7 separate regions of the Mus musculus genome follow, and all the other regions are linked to region 1. A link is a contact called in public HiChIP or PLAC-seq and promoter capture Hi-C data. All regions are on one chromosome and are shown on one strand. The core of a region is the stretch at or near the end of the contact, and the rest is flanking DNA. Distances in the headings are between cores, read along the strand shown.

Region 1 (3,303 bases), core at 555-3,054:
ATATTATTGAGACCTATTTATATGTTCTCGGCTATAACTGGTTCTTATTGGCCTCTGGAAGGTCTCAGAATACTAAAGAGATTAACCTTTTGTGGTGTTTCATTCTTAATCAAGTGCCTTTTAATTTTCCTTAAGGTGATTTCTCCAAAACATTTTCAAAATTTTAATGGAGACTGTTCTCTTTCACTAGTGGGCTCTGAGGACCCCCAGGCTTCAGTGCAAAGCTTTTTAACCTGCTAATCCCACTTCCTTGCCCCTCCAATCAGTGTTCCTCATAGGCATTGTTGGTGGCTTTTGACAAGAGAAGTTCTTTACTCCATATTTAGAAATGAACTTCCCCATGTTCTCTTCTTTTTTGTTTCCACACTTAAAAATGTATGCCTTTTTTAAAAGTTGGAATCTATTCTGGTGCATGAGTTACAGATACAGTCTATACGTTTGTGGTGGCCCCAGTACCAATAATTTAGTGATCCTTCTTCATCCTCAGCTAGTCATGTTTGCTGTGGAAAAAAAATGGTGGGAAAAGCCAGGCATGGTGGCACATGTCCTTAATCCCAGCACTTAAGGGCAGAGGCAGGCAAATCTCTGAGTCTGTGTAGCATACACAGTGTCAGCTCTCAGGCTAGCAGCCAAGACATCAACATGTAGATTTTTTTTTTGAACCTTTAAGATCCAAATAATAGCACCTAGTGATATGAAATATTTTATTAGATGTCAACTTCTCCCAATTGTTTTAGTATACTTCTGGATTTCCCATTACATTCCATTGGTTCATTATTTGTGCACTAGTGAGCTTATCGGCTGCAGCCTTTAAATATGCTTTCATATCTGATAGGAAGCTTAACTGCCCCTTTTTTACTATTCTCTATTCCCAAACATTTCCTAGCATGCATACTTGATGTTGACTTTTCTGTTTTGTGAAGCCAGTGTGGTTTGGGGCTTGCTCTAAGTGCTTGTTATTTCTTAGCTCTGTGACAGATGCAAGCTTACCGGGGTAAAAATCTTTTTGGTGGCCTTGGAACTGAAAGATCAAAAAGAAAAGAGGGTGGAGAGATGCCTCAGTGATTATTTTTCTTCTCTAGACAGAATTTTTCTGCATAGCCTTGGCTGATATCAATCCTTAGACCAAGTTGGCCTCTAACTTAGAGATCCCCCTGCCTCTGCGTCCCAAATGTTGGGGTTAAAGGCTATGTTTGCTGCTTGCTCTTATAGAGCACCTGGGTTCAATTCACAGAATGGTTCATAAACATCTGTAACTCCCTCTTCTGACCTCTGTAGGCGTTAAGCAGGTACTTGGCAGTGAACACACATTCTTGCAGGCGAAACACTCACACACAAAACGAATACATCTTTTTAAAGGGGGGTGGGGAATCCCAGAGATGGCTCAGAGAAGTTTCCATCACCACCGCACGTAGGAAAGCTAGAAATCCCCTGTAACTCCAGCTAGAGAGGATCACATGCCAGCACTCTTGTGAACAACCCCACACACAGCTACACACTTACACGCATATTAAAAATAAAATCTTAGGACTGTGCTCGGTGGCTGTCGCTTTAAGGCCAGTACTCTAGAGGTAGATGCAGGAAGAGCTGTAAATTCAAGGCCATCCTGGTCCAAAACCAAACAAGGACAAAACAGGGGAAATGCTTACAACGGGCCATAACTACTTTCTACAAGGATGTTTGCAGCCCGGTTTTAGCCGGAGCTTGAGCGGAGGCTCGCAGTCTAGGCGCGCGTCCTAGCATCCGGGCATCTCGCGCAAGCCTCTCGGGGCGCGCGCGCGCAGCTGCGTCACGTGCCCGGCGCGCCCCCGGCTGGCGCGCGGCGGGCGGAAGTGAGGTCGTGGGCTGCGGTGTCTGCGCAGCGTCGGCGGGAGCGGGGGCCGCGGCGAGGCTGGCGGGCGGGCGGGAGGCAGCGCGGGCCTAGCGGTCGGCCGCAACCGAGCGTCGTCTGGGCACTGCCCGTCGCCGAGCCCCACGCCGTGCCGGCTCGGGCCGGCGCGCGCCGGTCCCGGAGGCTCAGGCCACCGTGAGTACGGGAAGCATGGGGGCGGCAGCTCGGGGCGGGCGGGCGGGCGCGGGCCGGAAGTGCGGCGCTTTGTGCAGCGCCTGGTCGGGCCGCGCGGGGAGCAGGGGCGCCGCTTTGTCCGCGGCGGGCCGGGGGGCGGGGCGGGAAGGTCGCGGGGCCGCCGCAGACCCGGCGATCCCCCTCTCGCTGGAAAACGTGGGCTTCGGAGGGTACCTTAGCAAAGGAAGGACGTTCCGGGCCGTGGCCCAGGTTCATCTGAAAAAAGAGAAGGACGACCTGCCAGCGCGTCCTCGGCTGGGTGTTCTCTCTCGTGGTATCTCCTGCATTGTCTGAGCTGATTGTTTTAAGCACTCACGTAAACATCTTGGAGTGTTCTGCGTGCAAGGAGGTTTGCTAGTGAAAAGGTTCACATGTGCGCATACACACCTTACATTTAAAAAAAATTTAAAAAAAGAAAAAAAGGTTTGGGCAGTTCCTATGCCTTAAACTCTCCACTTCGCCTTGTGTAAGATGAGATGATTTTCTGTAGTATGACAAGATTTTAAATTAGAGTAGTTCTGGTGCAAGTAATTAGGACGGCCTTTAAAACTTCGGTAGGTCAAAGGCTAATGAGTGGTTTTCCCTTTGACAGCCAAGATTTGAGAAATCTAGGCCACCTTTCCTAATGCCGAAGCTACTGTGGTGGAAATCGTTGAAGGGCTTGCTTTCTTTAGTCTTTGTATAAAGCTGGCTCATTTTTTTTTTTTCGGTAGTGTCTGTAGTTTACTCGTGCAGCATTTTTGGAATGTTTTGACATGTGAGAAAAGCTTTACGGGTGTTAAAATTAATTGTAACCAGAACCAAATGAAAGTTAAGGTCTAGTAGGCGGGGGCTTCAGGGTTTTGAGTTGCTTGTCTCTGCATTCACCTAGGAGGTGTTGAGAAGCGGTTGATAGAATTGCCCTTCTCCTGACCTCCTGCCCCTAAGGGTGGAAGTGACCGTCTGTATAAGGCCAGTGCCTGGAACCCAGGAAGGAGGAGGAAACCGCTGGCTGCTGTTACTGGACTTTTCTCCAGTCTCAGATTGGTTTGGGCTAGCTCTACACCTGCCTTTCTGTCCATTTTAATGTTAGACAGAGATGAGAAGAAGAAGAAAAAAAATGCATGTTAAAAATAATTTTCGAAGGTCCTATGGTTTAAGGGAGTTGTCTTCCTAGCTTGTCTTATAGACGGTTAATTTTTATGGCCCAGCTGAGAACAGTTTCGAAGCATGAATGTGTTAGTGTCTCAGTAGTGATG
Region 2 (3,539 bases), core at 619-3,118, 1.6 Mb before region 1:
AGAAAGGCCTGTGAGCTGCATTCCTGGATAGGAGAACATGCTTAATATGTTAGTTGAGTTATGTAATTCCGGTGACACCCATTTTAATGGACATGTGTACAGACTGATCTGATCGGTTCCTATGGGGTTTGGGTGGCCAAACTAGGGTGACTGGAAGTTACTCTATGGCCACTGTGGGTCCTAAATGGTTTTGTGGTAAGTGAATGGCAAAGAGATTAACTGCAGTTCCTAAAGTCTTGTCACCATTTATCTGTCTCGAGATAGGGTTGTAAAAGATCGGTAGCTTTGTCAGCTTTCAAGAGTTGATCTTCTCTGAGGCAAGCTCACATCTTGTTTCTCTGTAAAATTTACTCATGTTTGGAAGAGAGTTAGCTTTGACTGTGTCTATTGGGAAGATGTAGACACAAGTCTGATAAGTCCATTGTAGCTATCTATGGACCAGAGTCAGAGCTCAGCAATGCACACACGGTCGGGTCTGAGTGGGGTCGAGGGAGGCCTCCAGGAGGAAGTAGGTAAGAGGAAGCTAGTTTTCTGAAAGAAGTGAGCAATCAGGCAGGAAGCTGGAACTTGGTGAAATATGAACTCTGGGGTGTAGTACAACCAATTTAAGTTTATCCCTGACCAGCTTACAAGTAAGTGAGACTCAGACTATGGTTATTTTATTTGGCTTTGACAGTTTCTAGGGGTAACCCCTAATCTACTCTTCTAACTGCTGGCCTGGCTACCTCCCCAGTGGTACAGCCTAAGTACTTGGCTGCTTCTTCTGGCCATGGACTCATAGTCCATCTCGTCTCCTGGAGGCTTCCTCCCCTTCTTTCGTTCTTCCTCTTCTCCCCTGGTTTCTCTTCCTTCTGCTCTCTTCTCCACCCTCAACTAAGTAACTTAAAACCCACCTACCTCTAATCCCTCCCTCCAGTAATTGGCTGTAGTCAATTCTATTTAACCAATCATTTTAAATCAAGGAACAAGGTTTGCACAATAAAAGCATGTAACCCTGAAAATTCACACAGAATTTAGCATACACTTAATTTCTATAAATATCATCATGTGATGTTGGTTGATTGTGCTCGTCAACCCAGCATGTAACCCAGGCTGCCCTTTACACATTTTACAGTTTGCCAGATGTTTGTTTCTTTGGTTTGGTTTGCCTGTTTGAGACAGTTTGCCAGATGTTTGTTTCTTTGGTTTGGTTTGCCTGTTTGAGACAAGGTTTCTCTGTGTAGCCTTGGCTATTCTAGAACTTGCTCTGTAGACCAGGCTTGCCTCAAACTCAGAGATCCAAATACCGTTGCCTCCAAGCATTGGGATACAATCCGTGCACCACCACCACCCTGGAACCAGTCGTTTCATTCTAATGAATTACTTAGGTCACTCCCTAACTCACTGTGTTGACTTTGAACTCCTCACCTTCCTGCCTCAGTCTCCAGAGTGCTGGGATGACCTAATGCCTTCCCACATCGTAAGTCAAGTTCTTTACCAACACAGCTAGTCTTCAGTTCCTTCCACTCATTTTAGTCACGGATTTGTCTATTTTTCTTTTTACTTCTATGCCCTCTTGGCTGTTAGCTTGGCGGCCAGGTAGGTACAAATGGCAGTGACAATCGGGAAAAAAAAATGTTTTATCGCTTTAAATTTACTATAGAATGCAGAAACAAACTAAGAATCTCTATTACTAGCAGGCCTGGTGAAGCCTGGGACAAAAGCAGAGAAGGGAGTCTGGACATTCGGCAACGCCCCTTGCCTGGGTTGGCAAGGCAACTGCTACTAGTCAGCCAATCGGTGGGATACTCACCTGCGGGGGAGGGAACTCTCCAGGAGCCAATGGGAGATCGGGCCGATGGTTCCGCAGGCCAATGGGTTGGGCCACGGGGCGGGCTTTTTGATGAAGGGCCGGCGGTGGGAAAGATGGCGGCGGCTTCGAGACCCTCCTGGTGGCAGCGGTGGCGGCGGCGCGCGTGGGCTCGGGACGGGGCCAAGCTTTTGCTCTTTCTCCTTCTGTTGGGGTCTGGGCCGGGGCCGCGGCATGTCAGGGCGGGTCAAGCGGTGGAGTACTTGAAACGGGAGCACTCGCTGTCGAAGCCCTACCAGGGTGAGGCGCCCGGGGCGAGGTGGTCGTGCAGGGAGGGCTTGGGGACCGAGTCGGGACTGAGCTCGAGGACGCAGTCCCCGGCGGGAGGGGGCGCCCCGAGGATCTCCGCTCCTTTGAAGAGCCACAGGTCCGAAGGACAAGGGTCCGCCCCCCACCCCCGCCCCTTTCCGAGCGCTAGAAGTTTCTAGTAGGTCTAGGTAGGGCTCTCAGCTGTCACTAGTGTCAGGCTCGAAGGAAGAGGTGTTTGGAGTTGGACAGAAATATGAGGAGAGAGAACTGAGATAAATGAGGGATGGTTGAGGACCATTAGCGATGAGCCGGTGTCGGGATAGAGTGGTGGCTGCTCTGGATAGAAAGCAAGAACCCGGGTAGAACTCGGTCGGACTGAGGAAGGAGAGGGGGAAAAAAGTCTGTTTGCTGGTTAGAACACCTGCTCCTTCCTTCCCAGGCCGCGAGCCCTGATGATGAAAGAGGCTGGTTAGCATTGCTCTCTTCAGGGATTTCTAGATCTCTAAGCACAGCTCAGTGTCAGAAAATTGACACAGGTGTCTACAAAGAAGAGAAATTAATGCTGTTAGAGCTTAATACAAGTTTGTTTTTCTCGCAGAGCTGTGGATAGGGGGTGCAGGAAACACAAATTTAAACTGCAGAAAGCAGTTTGAATTTTTGTTACTAAGATGTCATTTCTGTTACTAAGATGTCATTATTTTACTGGTTGGTTGTAGTACCTCCTTAGTGTTGGTCCCTGCTGATACTATGGGTTAGTCTGGTTTTTCACCCTGGGGGTACTTATACTTAGTCTAAGGGATTTGGGGATAATCAGCTACACTTGAAAGATTGATTTTATTTTATTTTTTAAATTTTATTTATTTATTTATTTATTTATTTATTTTGTTTTTCGAGACAGGGTTTCTCTGTGTAGCCTTGGCTGTCCTGGAACTCACTCTGTAGACCAGGCTGGCCTCGAACTCAGAAATCCGCTTGCCTCTGCCTCCCAAATGCTGGGATTAAAGGTGTGTGCCATCACTGCCCGGCCTGAAAGATTGATTTTAAAAGAATATGTTTAAGCTCATAGGCTTTTGAGAATATATCTCTTTTAATATAAATGACAAAATTTTTGTCCTTTCATAGTGCTAAAGTTCACCCACACATACAGATCTCAACTACTGTTACTGTGCCATGTGTAAATGACAGCTCTGTGGTGGGTTGGATTCTTCAGCTGAAGAATTTAGCTGAAGGAAGTTTGGTGAGATGTCAGGTACCTGTGGTCCAGGAGCCTGAGACAGAATATTGAGACTCACATTCAAAAAGAAAAAGAAAAACATTAATTCATGTATTCATTAATAATACTAAAGGAAAAATAATGGCTCCAGTCTTTGTAGGATCTGGCTTTGTGAACCAATTGATGAAGACTATGGGCTGATTCTCCCCTCCCCATAGGTGTGGGAAC
Region 3 (3,348 bases), core at 339-2,838, 1.8 Mb before region 1:
ACTTCACGCTCCGCTCCTTCAAATGAAAAAGCGGGGATGCATTTACCTGTGAGTAAGATAACCTTGTATGGGGTCACTGTAGGTTCTAACAATTCCAGTCCCTATGCAAAATTCCAAAACAGGATCTGTACTCATGTGTATCCCTAGTGCTTGAAACAAACAGTACCTGGCATATGTATGTACATACGTGTGTGTGTGTGTGTAAATAATCTGGGCTGGAAAGATAGTTCAGCAATTAAAAGCATGGACTGCTCTTCCAGAGGACCTGAGTTCAATTCCCAGTAGCCACAGCAAAGTGGCTCACAGCCTTGCTTGTAACTACAGCTCCAGGGTCATCTGCCTTCTGTGACTTCTCATGCATACTGAGACTTAAGACAGTCAACAACCCTTACAACAATGTATACACATATTTACATTTTTACACACATACAGTCCATCATACACACATATCTGAAGCAATTTATAGACATTCTGTGAGGCAGGTTATAAACAAATGGGCCAGAAAATAAAAACAAAGTGCTTACAGATGCAGCCCACTATTCTCTTGTTGCTGATGGACGGGACTAGATTAGGGTCTTCCTTGGTGCCTGAAGCTGCCTTTGGAGGTAGCATATTGTATGGGTCCTGAAAGAGACAAGAGTTGACTATTTATGACAGATAACGCCTGCCACTGCACTGCAAAAGGGCCGTTCCTACAAGCTGGGTTGTCAGGACCAGACGCTGGCTGACAGGAACTCCTCTAATCCCATCCAAGCCCCAGGGCTCCAGAGGACACAGCATTTCTCCTTACCAGTCCCTTCTGTGCTGCTATCATGATCTCCCTCTCCAGCCCAGTAGCCTGCTCCTCATCAGTGGGGACACCACCTAGAAGAAGAAAAATGAGCTACGGCAATTGATATGACCACGATGGATACACGATAAAAAGATCAACACGGGAAAGGTGACGTTATCCGCTTCTTTGGTGGGTTCCCAAGCTACCCATTCCCACAGTCCCCTAAGCCCACTGAGGCATGACTCCCAAGCCATACCGTTTTTCCCTTCCCACCGCGGAAGCTTGGTTGTCGACTTTCCCTACAATCAAGTCATGAGAGTATACTGGCTGGTGGCGGGCAAGGGATTTGAATGTTGGTCCAGCGCTTTTTCAGCCCTCCAAGTCCTTGTGTTCCAAGGTCACCCGGCACCTTCCAGTGAGGGCACTTTGAAAGCGGGTTCGATCGGGTGGGCGGCCGAAATTACAGCAAGACCGGACAGAGCGCCGGCTCCCGGAGCCTAAGGTGGTCAGCAGGGCTCGAGAGAACGCTAATGGCCGACCCCGCTCGACCGCCCATCACCAACCACGCCGGAGGCCATGGACACCGGCCTGTCCCGCCCAGCTGGTCACGTACCTCCAGAAGCCATGGAGCGGGTCACGGCCGCGCCACGGGGGCCGTGGGCCCTCAGGGCCTGCGCCGCCAAAGCGCCCACTCCGCGAAGTAACCTTGAAGCCATCTCGCCCGAGACAAGCAGATGCACTTCCGGGAACAGGCTGAGCAAGATGGGCGGGACTTCCGTTGGTGGGAGTCTAACAACGCCCGGTCAGTCTTCCGCTTCCTGCCCCGACCAGCCGAAGCAGCGCTAAAAGTAGACGCCGCACATGCGCAGTTCTGCCTCTTCGTGGGCCGCGCAGACTCCCGCCGCCTCCGGGGCGTGGCGTCAGTCACCCTGACAGCTAGCGGCTTTCGGGTTCATGACCTGTCCGCTTGAGTGTTCGCGCCCAGTGTCCCAGCCACATAGTAGTTCTTGTAGTGGAGGTGCTGTGGAAGCCGAAGTTCCCGCAGTCAAGGGCTTCCACCACGAATCATACAACCTTGGGCGTGAGCTCAGGAAGCCTGTTGTGTTTGTTATGCCTGTTAGCCACGGGTTCGAGACTGCAGACAGCTTTAGTTGTTACCAAATTGTTGCAATGGCCCACTCCGTCAGAAATTGACAGTACACCCCCCCACACACACAGTCTTAGCCTCAATTCCCTCCTCCACTCTGTTTTGTTTTGTTTTTTAAGCACGGTATCACTATGTAGCCTGGCTGACCTTTAACTCCCTATGTAGATCAGGGTGGTCTAAAGCTCACAGAGATCTGGTTACCTCTGCTGGGATTAAAGCTGTTGCACCGTCCTCAGTTTTCCTCCTATAGTAATGTTATGGGAGGTGATGGTGTTGGCCCCAGGGACAAGGATGAGGGGGGTGCGGGGGGTGCGGTGCAGAAGGGCTTTGGAGGCATAGATGTAGGATACCTCCTGATGGCCACTCCACCACGATGAGGATACTAGGAGGAGGAGGGACAGAAAGAAAGTTAATAATGCAACTGGAAATGACAATAGGCACCGTGGCCAGAAGTCTCTAATTTAGACAGAAAACGTCCTCCATTGCTCAGTGTTGCACACAGGTAAAGCCTGACAACTCACGGCAGAGCGTTCACTAGATTTCCAAACACTGGCTTCTTCGATTTATTCTCGTTGTGGAACATTCCTGAAACACTATGGCTGCATACAGTATCTATGCTTCCCTAATTGCGTCCCAGTGATGAAATCTTAAGTACCTTGCAGAGGCCTGACATAATAATATCAAATGACTTTTAGTAAATCCTGCCGCTTGGACCAAAAATATAGTTTATAGAGCTTGTGACTACAAAAGGTCAAGTTGAGGAAAACTACAAAGGACTAAATTCCTGGGTGTTGTCACCTACCCCTTGTAGGTTATTTTCAAAAGGGTCTGGTGGAACATTCCTTCAGAGGAACTAACCTGGTCTTCATGGCTGCCCTCAACCAAGAAAAAAAAATAGCCTATAATGAGGCACCAAATTTCTTGACTGTGAAGATGGGCTTACACTTTGCATAGTTTTCATTTTTACTTCCTTGTCTCCACTACAATCATCTGGATTAATTCCTAATTCAAGGCATCTTTCCTCCAATGAACCCATTATTGATTTGTGTCCACATTAAGAGGGAAAACCCCAGTCAGCCCCATCAGCCAGCTCCACCATCTTTCCTCCTTTAGAGAACACTCAGGAAAACCAAGACTAGATGTCTTTGTTAGGGTGAAGAGACACTGTGACCACGGCAACACTTATGAAGGAAAACATTTAATTGGGGCTGGTTTACAATTCAGAGGTTTAGCCCGTTATCATCATGGAGGGAAGCAGGGCAGCATCCAGGCAGACATGGTGCTGGAGGAGATGCTGAGAGTTCTACCTCAGGATCCACAGGCAGAAGGAAGTGAGAGACGCTGGGTCTGGCTTGGGCTTTTGAACCCTCAAAGCCCACCTGCAGAGACACACTTCTGCCAACAAGGCCATAGTTCTTAATCTCTGTCA
Region 4 (3,333 bases), core at 223-2,722, 1.6 Mb before region 1:
GTTGCTCTTTCAGGACTGGTGGCTCACAACTGCCAGAAACTACAACTCTAGGACATTTACCATCCTTTTCTGGCCTCCACAGGTACCTGCATGCGTGTGCATATGCTCACACACAGACACAGACACAAAAACACATAAAAATAAATAAATAATAAGACAGCACTCTAAGGTCTGCAAGATGGCTTGGTGGGTAAGGGTGTGGCCCAGCCTGAGGCTTGAGTTTAATACAGAGAACCCACCTGGTGGAGCGAACAGACAGCAAGCCAAAGTTAACTTCTGACATATGCACATGTGCATCATAGCATGCACATGCCCTCACACATAGAAATAAAGCAAAATGCAAGGAAATACTGTAAAAACATTCTAACACTGCTTCTCCCGATGTCCTAAGTACCAGCACTGTTTGAAAAGGGGACAGTTGAGTGGGAGGGACCACAGGAAAGAGGCACCCTAGAATCCTGGCTGTCCTTAAGTGTATCAGGTCCTACCTTGAGGCAAGCTTGCCCACTCTACCCTTTACTGACCTTTGTCCCAGAACTAGCCAGGAGGAACCTTCCCCTTCCCAGCCAGCCATAAGTGAGTTTCCACTCCCCCACTCCACCCCACCCCACCCCACCCTACCCCACCCCTGCCCTATGGCCCTGATTCACACGGAAGGGGTTAAAAGGTGGAGGCAGAGGGAGAAAGAACCTATAACCCAAGTCCCTCGGCGACACCCTTTGCTTCCAGCTTTCCCGTGTCGCATCTGGTTTTGTTTAGTTCAGTTTTCTGAGACAGGGTCTCATATAGGCCAAGTTCACCTTGAATTCACTATGTAGCATATGATGGCCTTAAACTTCTCATCCTCCTGCCTTACATAAGTATGCCACCATCCCCAGCTGTGGCACATCTGTCATCTCTGCCCGAAGCTTACACATCGTCCCAGCTAACCCTGAAGGCTTCCTTATACCCAGTATGCAGGAGCTCCAAACCCCCACCCAGATTTTAAAAGGGAGTCTCCAGAGCCCTAGAAGGCCAGAACCCCACCCTGAACGACACTTATTTTAGCAAACTGCCATGTCTTCCTCCCTCCCATAAAATTTTTTTTTTTTACAATCCATTAAAGACTATAAGGAAATGTGCTACTGGGTTCTGGGTTTCAAAGTCCAAAGGCCCCCATCAGTCTAGCTACTTTTCCCCTGGGAAGAAACCCTGGACCAGACAAGGGATCTTACTATCAGAGATGGTGGCATCCTAGGCGACCTCCTCACTGGGCCACCCAATAAGGCAAAATCCCAAGTTCCCGCAACGGGTCCTGGATGTTAACTTGGTGACTGGACACCACACCTTGGGTCACCGGTCTGCACCTACAGATGGCTGGACACTCTGACTTCCTGGCAACCGGCTCCTTTTCCTCCCTCTCCCCAGGCCTGAGCAGGATTAAGCTGGCTATTAATAGTGCTGACCTCAGCCAGCAGGAGGAGCAGCCGCCCTTCCCAGCTCTTAGGGGTGGGAGAGGCCTGAGCCAGAGTGGGACAAACTCCTTGCCTTCCAGCCTGGGAAGACTGGGGCCATTCATCCACTATCATAGCTTCATCTACGTGGTGACCATGCTCCTCCCAGGCTGGGCGAGTGACCTGGCAGAGGCTAGGAGACCACAAGGCTGTAGTTGCTGGGTAGGCTGTGCTCAGTCATGCTGGGTTTCCTAGGCCGTAGGAAGGCAGTGGGAGGCTGGGAGATGGTGCAGGTGGTAAACTGCTTGCACTGAAGCAAACACAAGGGCCCAAGTGAGAGCCTATGTAAAATAATCATAATTAATCCTAATAAATAACAAAGAAAAAGTGGGGTTGCTGAGCACTGAGAGGAGCCACGTGAGTGGGCAGGCGAGGGAGAGACGTGGCCACATCCCTATTCCCCCAGAGAAGAGACAAGAGAATCAGTCACCCAACTGCCCAGGAGCTCAGGCTGTCCCACAGGCTATGGGAGCTTGAGAGCCATCTGTGGTTCCACAGAAAGGTCTTCAGTTCACAACCCTCTCACCTTAGCCATTCAAACATTAGAGATCACTTTATCCATAGCTTGGGGCTGGCCTGAGACACCCATGCCAAGACAGAAACTGGTCAGTCACAACAGAAAGGAATACTAAAAGAAGCCCTTAATTTAATCTAATTAATTTTATGTATATACCTTAATAATGTCACTTATTATTGTTACGGGTGTATGTATGTTGGGGGTGGAGAGGGTATACCACAGTACATGCAGGAGGTTGGAGGATAACTCTGTGGAGTTGGTTCTCTTTCCATATTTATGTGGCTTCTAGGGTTCTACCTCAGGTAGGTCAGGCTTGTAAAACAAGAGACAGCTCATACGCCCAAATCATATTTTCAATATGAGGGTCTCATGATGGTGCCCAGGCTTCTGTCAAACTCTTGGGTTCCTGGGATCATGTAATCCTCTCACCTTAGCCTCTCCCACAGGCACATGCTGCCATGCCTGGCAATAAGACGACTGTGATTACAGCTGGGCTGGGCAAACCAGTGAGAGAGTTCAGAAATAAAGCCCAGCAATTAGAAGGCAGAGGCAGCCTGGGCTACAGTGAGCTTCAGGCCAACCAAGCTGACCTTGCTTTTAAAACCAACAAAATAAAACCTCCAGTTGGCACACCGGCCGGAGAGAGAGAGAGAGAGAGAGAGAGAGAGAGAGAGAGAGAGAGAGAGAGAGAGAGAGAGAAAGAAATATCAGATTACAAATCTGACATCTAAATCAAAAGCAAAAGGAGACTATTCACTGAGAGGTATTGGGTTAACTAAGCCAGTCCATATCACTTTATAAACCAATTAGAAAAATCACAAGTTGAGTTTGTTTAGCCATTGAGCCATCTCTTTGTCAACTCCACCCTACCCCCCCCTTTTTTTTTTATATAGGGTCTCCATCTGTACCTCATGGTAGACTGAAACTTTATAGCCTAGGCTGGCCTGACATTCACTGCAATTCTCCTGCCTACAAACTTAATTTTAAATACAAATTAATAAATACAAGTTAATCCAAGGAAATGCAAATTACCTTGGGTGTTAAAATTTACCTACCAGTCTACTGCTTTGTTTTGGCAGTGCTAGGGACCCAACCCAGTAATCTACAGGAGGGGTGGCGTTTCGATTTGTCAGATGGGTACTATGCATTAACAGAACTGGTCATTACTGATAGGAGTTGAAATGTTTTCTTCAGGAACATGGCAACATATATTAACATGTTCAATGTGCAAAGACCTTGGACTCAGCACTTTCTTCCATCCCTAGGAAGTGACTACTAAGGAAATACTCATAGAGTATACAAGGTGCAGCTAGGAAGATCCAA
Region 5 (3,755 bases), core at 1,094-3,593, 1.7 Mb before region 1:
CTACAGAGTGAGGTCCTGGACAGCCAGGGCTACACAGAGAAACACTGTTTCAAACAAACAAACAAAACAAAACAAACAAACAAAACAAAAAAATAGGGGTTGCTCAAAAAGAATGAAAGGAGACATTAAGGTAAAAAAGGGGAGAATGGAGATGGGGTTAGGGAAGAGCAGGTAGCTGACATGCACTGAAAAACAATTTAAATGAAAGAGAGGAAGCAAGAGCACCAGAGGATGCAGGGTTCAGTTCCCAGGACCAGCAGGGTGGCTGGCTGTAATTCCAGTCTCAAGGAACCTAGCGCCTTCTTCTGGCTTCCATAGGCACTGCATGCATGAGGAACAACACAGGCACTCATAAACATAACAATAAAAATCTCAAAAAAAAAAAAAATTAAGAGGGAGAAAAAAGCCAGGAAGGAAAATTAAGTCATTATTCATGAGTTGCTTCCGATGACATTAAAATGGAAGTTCTCTCAGTACCCACAGTAAGTATTATGAGTCCTTTCTAATCCCACAATCTGAAAGGGCCAGGAACCATTACAGGTCCAGCTAATTTAATGCTAAAAAGGCAAAGACAACAGTTTCCAGTTACCTAACCCTCTTGACATCATTTTAGTTACTATCCAAGAATCTGGGGCAACTAGGAAGCCCAAGTGCACAATACAGCCCAGGAGAAGGAAACCTCTGGGATTAGAGCCAAGTAGGCATGCTTGCTGCCTGCCAATGGATCTTTTTATTCATTCATTTACTTTTGAGACAGAATCTTTAGTCCAGGCCGGCTTCCATCCTTCTAAGTAGGTAGGCCACTGCTTGGGTTTATGTGGTACTGGGTAATGGTCAGGGCTTCATGTATGTTAGGCAAGCACTGAGCTACATCCCCAACTTTTTTAAAATTTTCTATTTAACAAACAGGGTAACCACCTTCCGATCCTCCCGCATCAGACTCCCATAGCACTTCCTTCCGCTTCTAAAAGGTGGGTCTTTAAATATTTCCAAAGGTCATTCGCAGGTACAAGGCCATCACTTTCTGGGGCCTTTCTAACAGGGGCGTCCCCTTACCTCGCTTGAACTCCTCCAGGACAGCGTCCAGTTTGGTATCGTTGAAGACAAAGTGGAGTGGATGGTTGTAGAAGCGGGTGATGGTGCTGAGCGGTGTGCAGTCCTCGGGCTCAACGATAGCCAAGTCTTTGAGGTAGAGCATGTCCACGATGTTGGAGCGCTCCTCCTCGTACACTGGGATGCGCGTGTGGCCGCTCTGCATGATGCTGGCGAGGACGCTGAAGTCTAGGACAGTGCCGGAGTCCAGCATAAAGCAGTCTTCGAGCGGCGTGAGCACGTCCTCCACGGTCCGGGAGCGCAGCACTCCCTTGCTGAGGTCGCTGTAGGGGTCGCCGCCGCCGCGCGCCAGCTCCAGCACGCGCTCCCGCAGACGCCCCGGCCGCGCTGCCAGCTCCAGCAGCTGCCCGACCGGCAGCGCCACGGGCAAGGTGAGCAGCACCGCCAGGCGGCTGAGGCCCAACGCGCGCGGCGCCAGCGCCAGCGCCCAGCGTCCGCTCACGGCGGCCGGCAGCACCTCACCCACCAGGAACACCAGCCCCGCGCAACCCAGCACGGCGGGCACGGCGCGCTGGCCCGCCGCCCCGTACAGCAGCACGGCCAGTGCCGCCTGCGCCAGGCTGGCCAGAAGCAGCAGCGCGCCCAGGGCGCAGCCGGCCCAGCGCCGCGCGGGTTCCAGGCGCCGCGCCGCCGCGCGCTCCGCCTCCGAGCCGCTCTCGCGCAGCACCTGCACCTCGGCCGGCGCCAGCGCCAGCGCGCTCAGCTGCAGGCCGCGCGCCACCGCCGCCAGGGCCAGCAGCCCGGCCGCCCCCAGCCCCAGCGCCCAGGGCGGCGCCGCCTCCTCCGCGGCCCCACCACCCGGCTCCACGCGCACCGCCAGCAGCGCGGAGCGCGGGTGGCCGGCCTCGGCGCGCAGGCGCAGCAGCGCGCGCCACTCGCCCGTCGGGGCGGCCGCCTCCTCGGGCTCCGTGGCCCGTCCGCCCTCCGGGCAGCCTGCGCCCTCGGCGGCTACCCAGGTCCAGGAGCTGTTGGCCAAGCCGGAGCAGAAGAGTCGCAAGCACAAAGTGGCCTCTGGCGCTGCCCTTCCGCGCAGGGAGCCCGCGCCCGGTGCGCTGTCCTCTTCCGTGCAGAAGTTCAGCAGTCCCGCGCCCGGCGCCGGCGCCGCCTCCCCTGCGGTGCTGCCCAGACAGAACGCGGCAAGCACCCAGCCCAACCAACCCACCACAGCCGCAGCAGCCGCCGCCATGGCCTGCTACCCCTTCTGGGCCTCGGGCGCAGCCTACCCCACTCACCCGCGCCTCTGTTGTTGCAGCCAATCGGCGCGGGCCTCCGCGTCACTTTGACCAATAAGCGGCTGGCGGGGGCGGGCTCTGGGGAGAACTAGGCTGCGCCGGGGAGTAAACAAGCGGCGCGGGGCGGGGCGAGCCGGAGGGGCGTGGGGCTCCGCAGGCAAGGGAGGACGCGGGGCGGCTGTCTGGGACGGCCTCGGAGTTCCCGGCGCGTGTGGACGAGCAAAGGAAGGTCATTAACCCTCTGGCCAGCAAGGCTAAGGGCTGAATAAGAACCAGGGACTGGGCACAGGGAAACCTGGAGTCGTTTGTTTAAAACATTTTCTTATCATTTGTATTTGTATGTGGGTTTGCGCTTGCGAGGGCAGTGCTTTGGGCAGACGCAAGAGGGCGTCGAATTCCCCCTGGAGCTGGAGTTCCAAGCTAATGGGAAGCTGTGCTGGGAACTGAACTCTGGTCCTCAGCACACATTCTTAACCTCACCCAGCTCTATTGGTTTGTTTTAAAGCTAAAGTCTCTTAGCTTTGCGTTGGGCTCTGTGGATATCAAGACAGACACCTGCTTTTGAGGAAGATGCCTTGATAGGAAGGTCCATAGTAAATACTCAAACCCAGAAAAATCTGTTTCCTTGAATCTTCACACTTGTTTCATGTAATTAAGCTTACAATAAAACGATGTTTAGAGACTGATTCTGTGTGCCTTTGGTTTCTGACATGCACCTGACATTCGGGTCATTCAGCCATGCAGGGAGATAGCAGCTGTCAGGAATTTCCATACATGCTAGCTTCACAACCACAGTTTATTCTGATTCCTCGGGTTGAGAAAGCTGTTTGAGAGGGTTCTTTTTGTCCTTATTTTGGAAGACACCTGCATGATCAGATGGAGCATTCTTCGTTCATTGTATGTGGTCTTTATGGGATTAGCTTCTCTATGGGTATCCCTGTTTTTTGCATTTTTCTCTCTACTTTCTCCCTAAATGTACTAAGACATGTACACATCTTATACATATGTTTTGTTTTGTTTTGTGTCTGTGTGGGCCCAAGTGTATGTATGTGTGTTGTGTATGCAGGTGCCGAAGGAGGCTAGAAGAGGGCACTACATCCCCTGGAACTAGAGTTGACATTTGTGAGCCACCATGTTGGTTCTGGGAACCAGGCCTTCTGCAAGAGTGGTAAGTGCTCTTAACCACTGAGTCCATCTCTCCAGCCTCTTGAATTTTTTTTCTAAAATGGATTCTGTAGACATAACTGAAACAGTCCCACATGGCATATGTGCATACACGCAAACATACACATACAAACATCAATTTTTTTTTTGAGACAGTGTTTCTCTGTGTAGCCCTGGCTGTCCTGGAACTCTGTAGACCAGGCTGGCCTCGAACTCAGAAATCCACCTGCCTCTGCCTCCCAAGTG
Region 6 (3,581 bases), core at 248-2,747, 1.5 Mb before region 1:
AAAACCCAAATCGAACCAAACCATCAACCAAATTCAAGGTCTTCCCTGGCTGCATAGCTAGAATGAGCCTAGCCTGAGATACATGGGACCCTGTCTCTCCATCCCCTCCATAAATGAAAAAACAACCAATAACACTGAGTTCTAAGACCGGGAGGTGGGGGTCGCTCATAGTAATTGCCATCAAGAAATCAATGGAGCTCTTGACAGGTGGCAGAAATAATTGACTGCATTCCCCTGGCAACCTGGTGAATCAGGGTTTAGGCATTTGCACATTTCAAAGTTGAGAAAAAGGCTGAGCCAAGCAGTTAAAAGTCGAACCTTAAATTCATTGTTTTTAATAGCTGAGTAGTACTCCACTGTGTAAATGTACCACATTTTCTGTATCCATTCCTCTGTTGAGGGACATCCGGGTTCTTTCCAACTTCTGGCTATTATAAATAAGGCTGCTATGAACATAGTGGAGCATGTGTTCTTATTACCAGTTGGAACATCTGGATACATGCCCAGGAGAGGTATTGCTGGATTCTCTGGTAGTACTATGTCCAATTTTCTGAGGAACCACCAGACTGATTTCCAGAGTGGTTGTACAAGCTTGCAATCCCACCAGCAATGGAGGAGTGTTCCTCTTTCTCCACATCCTTGCAAGTATCTGCTGTCACCTGAATTTTTAATCTTAGCCATTCTGATGGTGTGAGGTGGAATCTCAGGGTTGTTTTGATTTGCATTTCCCTGATGATTAAGGATGTTGAACATTTTTTCAGGTGCTTCTCAGCCATTTGGTATTCCTCAGTTGAGAATTCTTTGTTTAGCTCTGAGCCCCATTTTTAATGGGGTTATTTGGTTTTCTTTAGTCCATGTTTTTGAGTTCTTTATATATATTGGATATTAGTCCCCTATCTGATTTAGGATTGGTAAAGATCCTTTTAAATACCTAATTAAAAAAACCTGGGGGAAAAAAAAATTGAACCTTACATCTGTCCTCTGCCTCATCTTCCACCTCATCCTAGTCTGAGCTGTACCAGTTTCTTATTAAACTCCGCAGAGCCCTAGAATTGTATCCCAACATTCTGCAAAGCTTTCCCTCCCTCTCTTCATCTCCCCATCTCTCTGGTTTGCTTTGAGGTCTTGAGACAGGGTGTCATGGTGTAGCTCAGGTTGTTCTGGAACTCACCTCGATCCTCCTGTCTCAGCCTCCAGAGAGTGCTAGGATTATAAACCCCGATGGGCTGAAATAAACCCCACCCGCACACTGCAAATTGAACCCAGCTCTGTAACAGGGAAGGGGACACCGAGCGCTGGGGTGGTCTGAACTATCTTGCTCTTTGTCCTCACTTTTCCCACAGAAAACGCAGAGGGAGAACGTCTCTGCCCCGGGAGTCGCGCGCGCTTTCCGCGTTCCCCACAGGTTAGCCAGGTCCCGGGCGCGGATCCGCTCCGGGCTTTGCCGCTCGCCGCCGCGCGGTTCCGGGAGAGCGATCTGCTTCCGCGTTTTCCTCAGAGCCCAAGGCGCCGGGAGGTAAGGCGCACGCGCATTGGGGTCCGGCTCGGGCGAGCGCGCGGCCGACAACTGCGGGTGAGACGCGGTTTTGCCCCGGCGCGGGTGGTGGCCCGTGGGGTTCCAGGCGTTGGGCGGCGGGCTCGGAGAAGCCCTCGGGGCTCCGCGGGCATGAGGGGTCGGGGGCTGAAGCCGCGGGCCAGGCCGGGCCGGCCGGGCGGGGCGCGGGAGGCAGACGCGGCGCTGGGGCGGCCGAGGCGCGAGGCCGAGGAGGGCCCCGGGAGGGGAGGTGGGGCCGGGCGGCTCCTCCTCGCCGGGAACTCGGGATGACCTTGGCCGAGTCGTCCGGGCTCCGGGGCCGCCGCCCGGGTGGGCCGTTTTGAGGTTCTGCGGTTCCGTGGCGGGAACCTCTCAGAGGAGCGGGCCGTTTGCTGGGCGCCTCGCCGAGGGAGGGCGAAGGAGGAGAGGCCTTCTGAGGGCCCGGCCGGGCTGAGGGCGGGCTCTAGTTTTTCTCTTCCCAAAACTCCGGAGTACCATGAGGTTGATGCAAACCTTTGGTGGAGCGTGACCCTAGGAGAGTCCCCTTGACCTCAGCCCAAAGCAATGAAGCTTGGAGGCCCGCGGTGCCCGCCTGTTGTGCTGGGGCCACCCGAGCAGACCAGCCCTGCCCACGTCCTGTTTAGGGGACGAAAAGTAGGGACCTTTAGCTTTTGATGAATTCATGTTTGTGATCCCTCTGGTTTGCAAAAACCTTTACCACCCAGGAAGAAAATTGCCCAGCAAATTTAGGTTTTTGTTTTTGAGATGGGATCTCAATATATTGCTCTGGCTGTCCTGGAACCCACTCTGTAGACTAGGCTGCCCTTGAACTCCCGGAGATCCGTCTGCTTCCGCCTCCCCAGTGCTGGGATTAAAGGCGTGCGTCACCACGCCTTGGCAATTGCAAAGGTCATGTTTTTGTGAACTGTGGAGTCTTGTCAGTTTACAGTTATAAAATTGTGTATGGCACCGTTCTGTTTGGTGGCGGTGTGGGAGGACACATAGATGTGCATAATCAAAGATCGAATGCTGAGCATAAAGACATGTTTTGATAGTGAAAGTTGGGAGAAATGGAAGCTATTGAATTCACAAGCCCCCTTTCACTGCAGGTGACTAGCATGCAGATATTCACACCCTGACTTGGCTGCTTGACTACTGACATGGCCCACCGGGGTGGGGAGAGGGACTTCCAGACTTCAGCTCGGCGGATGGGTACCTCCCTGCTCTTCCAGCTTTCAGTGCATGAGCGGGAACTGGACCTCGTTTTCCTGGATCATAGCTATGCAAAACCGTGGAGTGCCCACCCAGATGCCAGTAGTGCCCGCCCCACCCGCATGCTCTTTGTAACCCCCCGTCGGCAGCAGGAGAATACTATGTGAGTTTGAGAATACCATGTGAGTTTGGGTTTCCTTCTTAAGGAAGTGATGCGTGGCGGGGCTTAGATGTTCTTAGGAGTGATTGGGGCTGCAGGGTGAATGGAGAGCTTGGATGAGCAGCATCAGAACGGCAGGGCAAAGTTGGACACCTACACAGACATTGCCAAACATGAGTTAGGAAAGGGAGATGCGCAAAGGAAAACAGCCTAGCTTGCTTAGTTCCCAGTAACTAGATAATTCCTTCTTCCCTTTACTGCAGCATCTAGTTTGTTTGGCAGTGGCTACAATCTATCATTGAGTCTCTGGCTTCAGTGCACAGATTGGGAGACAGTTCCCAAAACATTGCTTTCAATTCTTACCTCCTTACAAAAAGCCACCTGTGGGTTAATCTAAACCCTTCCTAAGTAAGTCTCTTTATCTTTCCAGCCACCCTATGTCAGGGGGCAAGAACATTTCAAAAATGTACTCTCTGATAAATGATTTGATTATATTTGACCTAACTAATTAATTTTGAACCTTCTGACTTCACTCGTATCAGGATTTGTTGAGACACTCTTTTTCTGATCATTACAAATTTTAAGATAGGAGATTTTGTGTTTGTTTTGACTTCATGTTTAATCTTTCCTCAAGCACAGGTTATTTTTGTTTTGTTTTGGTGGGAGTTGAGATCT
Region 7 (3,292 bases), core at 241-2,740, 1.6 Mb before region 1:
CCCTTCTTAAATTCCTCTAGCATGGCATCCAGCTTGGTGTCATGAAAAACAAAATGTACCGGGTGGTTGTAGAAGCGAGTGATGGTCTTGAGCGGGGTGCAGTCATCCGGGTCAACAAAAGCCAAGTCTTTGACATACAGGATATCTACAATATTGGATTGCTCATCTTCAAACACAGGAATGCGAGTGTAGCCACTCTCCATAATCTCCGACATGGTGTTGAAGTCCAGAATGGCATCACTGCGGATCATGAAGCAGTCGTGTAGCTGGGTCATGATATCCTCCACAGTTTTGGTCCTTAGTTCCAGGGCACCCTGGATCATATTTAACTCCTCCTTCACCAAGTCATTATAGGGCTCTGTCACCTTCAACATCTCCATCAGCTTCTCCCGATTGTAAACAGTGCGAATCTCCTGACCTAAGACGAAGTCCAGGAGTTTGCTAATGGGGAAACTCAAGGGAAAAGTGAGGAGCATAAAGACTTTGGTGAGAACAATAGTGTTGGCACCCACAGCCAGCCCGTGCCGGGAGCACAGGGCTTGAGGTAAGATCTCCCCAAAGATGACAATGCCAATGGTAGAGGAGGCCACTGCCATGATGCCAGACCCGATGAGGTTGTCTAGAAGGATGGTGAGGGAGGTGTTGACTAGCACGTTCCCCAGGAGCAGCGAGCAGAGCAGGTAGTTGCCCTTGCGCCTGATGGGCTCTATCTTGCGAGCATACTTTCTCTCCTTCTCAGTTCCACAGTTCTGCACGATGCGCAGCTCCATCGGGTCCAGGGCCATAAGCCCCAGGTTGAGGCCAGAAAAGATGCCCGACAGCACCAACAGCACCATAACGAGAAGGATGTGCAGCCAGAGCGGCAGAAACCTCCCATGCTCCTCCACCATGAAGAGCAGGGAGTCCTTGTCCGTCCATCTGGTCCAGGGCCCGTCGGCCCGGGGCCGGGTGCACAGCGCGTACAGCTTCATGTTCTCGCTCCTCCGCAGGAACTTGGTAATCACCACTAGCATCCCCGACGTGTTCCCGCGGCTCACGTTGACCAGCCGCTGGACCACTAAGTCCTTGGTGAGCTCCAGGCAGTTGGTGGAGTTGTGGACCGCCTCGGCGTCGTCCACCTCGGTGAAGGAGATCAGGTTGCTGGAGATATCGCCCAGGCTGTGGCCATAGAGCCTCAAGTTCACCGTGCTGCCCTCGGACACGAAGATGATGCCATCCGGGTTCATCCCGCACGACTTGTTGCAGCTCGCTAGCCTCATGCCTAGGATCACGCTCTGCTGGGGGCTGCTCTGGCCGCTGGCCGCCCGCGTCCATAGCAGCAGCAGCGCAGCCAGGAGGAGGCGCCCTCGGGCCGGCCAGCCGTCCCGCCGCCCGCCCCCGCCCCCCGGCGCCATGTTGCTCCGGCCCCGCCGCTGCCCGCGCCCCGCCGCGCGCCTCACTCGGCGCCTCCGCTCCTGCCCTCCTGCCGCTCCGCTGCCGCCGCGCCAACTGCCCCAGCCGAGGACCTGACGTCAGACCGCGCCCCGCCCGCCCCGCCCCGCCGCCCCACGCCCCTTATTTGCATGCGATGTCCCGCCCCTACCCACGGCTCGCGCGCCCGGCTTAAGGAGGTCTGCGCCCTTAAGGTAGAACGGCGCGGGGCGAGCGCGGGAGCCCGCAGCGGGGGTGCGCCCAGCCAAGCTTCCGCGCGGCACCGGGCTTCTCCCGCGCTCCTCCTTAGGGAGCCCGGCTCCCAAGCCCCACGCGCTCGGTTGCTTCCGGGTCCCCTGCACTCTGTCGCTCCGTTCTGGGGCGGGTGGTGCTTCTCCGCGGGCACAGCGAGAAAAATGCATTTCCTGGTTTAGAAAAAGAAAAGGGAACCTGAGGGTTCAGGCTGGCGTTACAGCCTCCTTACTTCTGGGATTTTCGTTGACCTTGACCCAATGCCAGAAATAGGTTGTCACTGCCCCCGAAGTCCCCCAGCCCACTCCTCGGTTCTGTCTAGACCCCTAAGGTGCTGAGGGACCAGGCTCTGACCTAGGTTTTTCACCTGTCATTTCTATTTAGGGATGAGTTTTCATTGAACATGTACTCTTGTTTCATACTCTAACGATACGGCAATGAACAAGCCAAAATTCTTGCACATCTTTAGTTTACAGCCTATCATCAGAAAAATGGCAGTAAACAAGACAAGCCATACGGGGGCAGGAGGGGGAGCGCAATAAGCAAGTAAACACACACAGGAACACTAAGTGTTTTACTTCTTACAGATGCAAATTTTGAACCTAGGCACAAAATCCTAGGCCTTTCAGATCTTCACCGTTAATCCTAGTCCCTGTCTGTAAATGGCGGTAAGAATGACTGGTTTTTTTTTTTTTGTTTTGTTTTTGTTTTTTGTTTTTTGTTTGTTTTTTTTTTTTTTTTTTTTTGAGACAAGGTCTTACATAGCCCGATATGGCTTTGAACTCTTCAAATCTGAGGCTGACCTTGAACTCCCGATCCTATGTCCATTACCTCCCAAGTGCAGGGTTTACAGATATGCACCACCATGCCTGGATTGATTTTATTGTTTAGTTATGGTTTTAGTTTTTAATTTGACGGCAGGAAGAGTGATAACACAGCATCACCTGGCTAAGCACGTGAGAACAACTGGCTTACACACCGAATATGACATAACAACTCTCTGTGAATAGTCTTTGCCTGTGTAGTAATAGTTGTTGCTGCCTGCTCTTTCAGGACCATACCCTTAACCCCAAATTGTGGTGACTGGCCAGCTGAGGCAGCTGCTTGTGGAAATGAACTGAGGGGTGGGGCTGCTGTTCTAGCCTTGAGATCACTGCTTCCTGGTCAGCCCCACTTGGATGTCATCCGGCAGCTATGAACTCAGTGTGTGGGGATGACCACAGCTATCCACCCACAGCTGTCCACCCTGTGAAGGGCAGGACACGGATGACAAACATCCTTACCTCAGTTGCAAGAGCTATACTAAGCACAAGGCCTGGGTTGACCCCTGGGTCTCCCAGCAGGGCTTCTCCTGGCCCTAGAGACACAGTCCTTCTCTATGTCTCTGTACAAACCCCTGTGTTTATTTTTACTTTGGTACACAGCCTGCCAATTAAGGCAACAATCAATACCAGCAGCAAAAATCCAAACATAATGGAACACTCATGCAGTGTTGTGGGGGAGGCTGGGTAGCAGAGGCTGACTTAATGCTCTGGCATTGTGCTGGTGGGTTCTGTAAACAGCCAGCTGGAGGAAGTTCCTTGTGAGGAGGTGCCTCACCTTACACACACACACACACACACACACACAC

Evidence for each region. Promoter capture Hi-C pulls out the DNA fragments that hold promoters and counts their contacts. HiChIP or PLAC-seq counts read pairs in DNA pulled down with a chosen protein or histone mark.
Region 2: a contact with region 1 is called in a promoter capture Hi-C map of pre-B cells, with 6 times the contacts expected there. The contact joins the promoter of Lman2l here to the promoter of Fam168b in region 1. A contact is called at or near these places in 3 of 39 promoter capture datasets (cranial neural crest, hippocampal neurons and pre-B cells) and 3 of 115 datasets of contacts at active chromatin or transcription factors (astrocytes, extraembryonic endoderm stem cells and pancreatic cancer cells).
Region 3: a contact with region 1 is called in a promoter capture Hi-C map of pre-B cells, with 4 times the contacts expected there. The contact joins the promoter of Cox5b here to the promoter of Fam168b in region 1. A contact is called at or near these places in 2 of 39 promoter capture datasets (hippocampal neurons and pre-B cells), 1 of 115 datasets of contacts at active chromatin or transcription factors (astrocytes) and 1 of 9 other capture datasets (adipose tissue).
Region 4: a FOXA1 HiChIP or PLAC-seq map of pancreatic cancer cells shows a contact between it and region 1. The contact joins the enhancer-like site here to the promoter of Fam168b in region 1. A contact is called at or near these places in 3 of 39 promoter capture datasets (the 3T3-L1 cell line, hippocampal neurons and pre-B cells) and 3 of 115 datasets of contacts at active chromatin or transcription factors (the NIH/3T3 cell line, large pre-B cells and pancreatic cancer cells).
Region 5: a contact with region 1 is called in a promoter capture Hi-C map of pre-B cells, with 4 times the contacts expected there. The contact joins the promoter of Cnnm3 here to the promoter of Fam168b in region 1. A contact is called at or near these places in 3 of 39 promoter capture datasets (cranial neural crest, pre-B cells and second pharyngeal arch cranial neural crest) and 1 of 115 datasets of contacts at active chromatin or transcription factors (astrocytes).
Region 6: a promoter capture Hi-C map of pre-B cells shows a contact between it and region 1, with 5 times the contacts expected there. The contact joins the promoter of Kansl3 here to the promoter of Fam168b in region 1. A contact is called at or near these places in 9 of 39 promoter capture datasets (the 3T3-L1 cell line, 3T3-L1-derived adipocytes, the C10 cell line and 6 more), 1 of 484 Hi-C or Micro-C datasets (pre-B cells), 3 of 115 datasets of contacts at active chromatin or transcription factors (astrocytes, large pre-B cells and pancreatic cancer cells) and 1 of 9 other capture datasets (adipose tissue).
Region 7: a promoter capture Hi-C map of pre-B cells shows a contact between it and region 1, with 5 times the contacts expected there. The contact joins the promoter of Cnnm4 here to the promoter of Fam168b in region 1. A contact is called at or near these places in 10 of 39 promoter capture datasets (the 3T3-L1 cell line, the C10 cell line, the HPC-7 cell line and 6 more), 1 of 484 Hi-C or Micro-C datasets (the HPC-7 cell line), 4 of 115 datasets of contacts at active chromatin or transcription factors (the NIH/3T3 cell line, embryonic forebrain, large pre-B cells and 1 more) and 2 of 9 other capture datasets (adipose tissue and liver).

What each region holds. Positions count from the first base shown.
Region 1 is chr1:34,841,551-34,844,853 of GRCm38.p6, reverse strand. Fam168b (family with sequence similarity 168, member B) reads left to right here and starts at 1,804. Exons shown (of 7, transcript NM_174997.2): 1 at 1,804-2,026.
Region 2 is chr1:36,443,600-36,447,138 of GRCm38.p6, reverse strand. Lman2l (lectin, mannose-binding 2-like) reads left to right here and starts at 1,868. Exons shown (of 8, transcript NM_001013374.2): 1 at 1,868-2,089; 2 at 3,530-3,539. The coding sequence starts at 1,906.
Region 3 is chr1:36,689,727-36,693,074 of GRCm38.p6, reverse strand. It overlaps Cox5b (cytochrome c oxidase subunit 5B), which reads right to left and starts at 1,588. Exons shown (of 4, transcript NM_009942.2): 1 at 1,386-1,588; 2 at 791-864; 3 at 525-624. The coding sequence starts at 1,488.
Region 4 is chr1:36,490,745-36,494,077 of GRCm38.p6, reverse strand. The region is part of intron 1 of Cnnm4 (cyclin M4); the gene reads right to left. Among named protein-coding and RNA genes, the nearest start is that of Cnnm3, 19 kb to the left of the region's middle. Within about 2 kb of position 1,472, at least 67 of the 459 cell types and tissues checked have an H3K27ac peak or open chromatin away from gene starts, as enhancers often do. A contact at or near this core is called in pancreatic cancer cells, where this site is marked.
Region 5 is chr1:36,510,455-36,514,209 of GRCm38.p6, reverse strand. It overlaps Cnnm3 (cyclin M3), which reads right to left and starts at 2,343. Exons shown (of 8, transcript NM_053186.3): 1 at 1,057-2,343. The coding sequence starts at 2,299.
Region 6 is chr1:36,367,097-36,370,677 of GRCm38.p6, reverse strand. It overlaps Kansl3 (KAT8 regulatory NSL complex subunit 3), which reads left to right and starts at 1,497. Exons shown (of 22, transcript NM_001310513.1): 1 at 1,497-1,573; 2 at 2,644-2,909. The coding sequence starts at 2,695.
Region 7 is chr1:36,469,795-36,473,086 of GRCm38.p6, reverse strand. Cnnm4 (cyclin M4) reads right to left here and starts at 1,490. Exons shown (of 7, transcript NM_033570.2): 1 at 2-1,490. The coding sequence starts at 1,394. It overlaps Gm33454 (predicted gene, 33454), which reads left to right and starts at 1,318. Exons shown (of 3, transcript NR_168706.1): 1 at 1,318-1,625.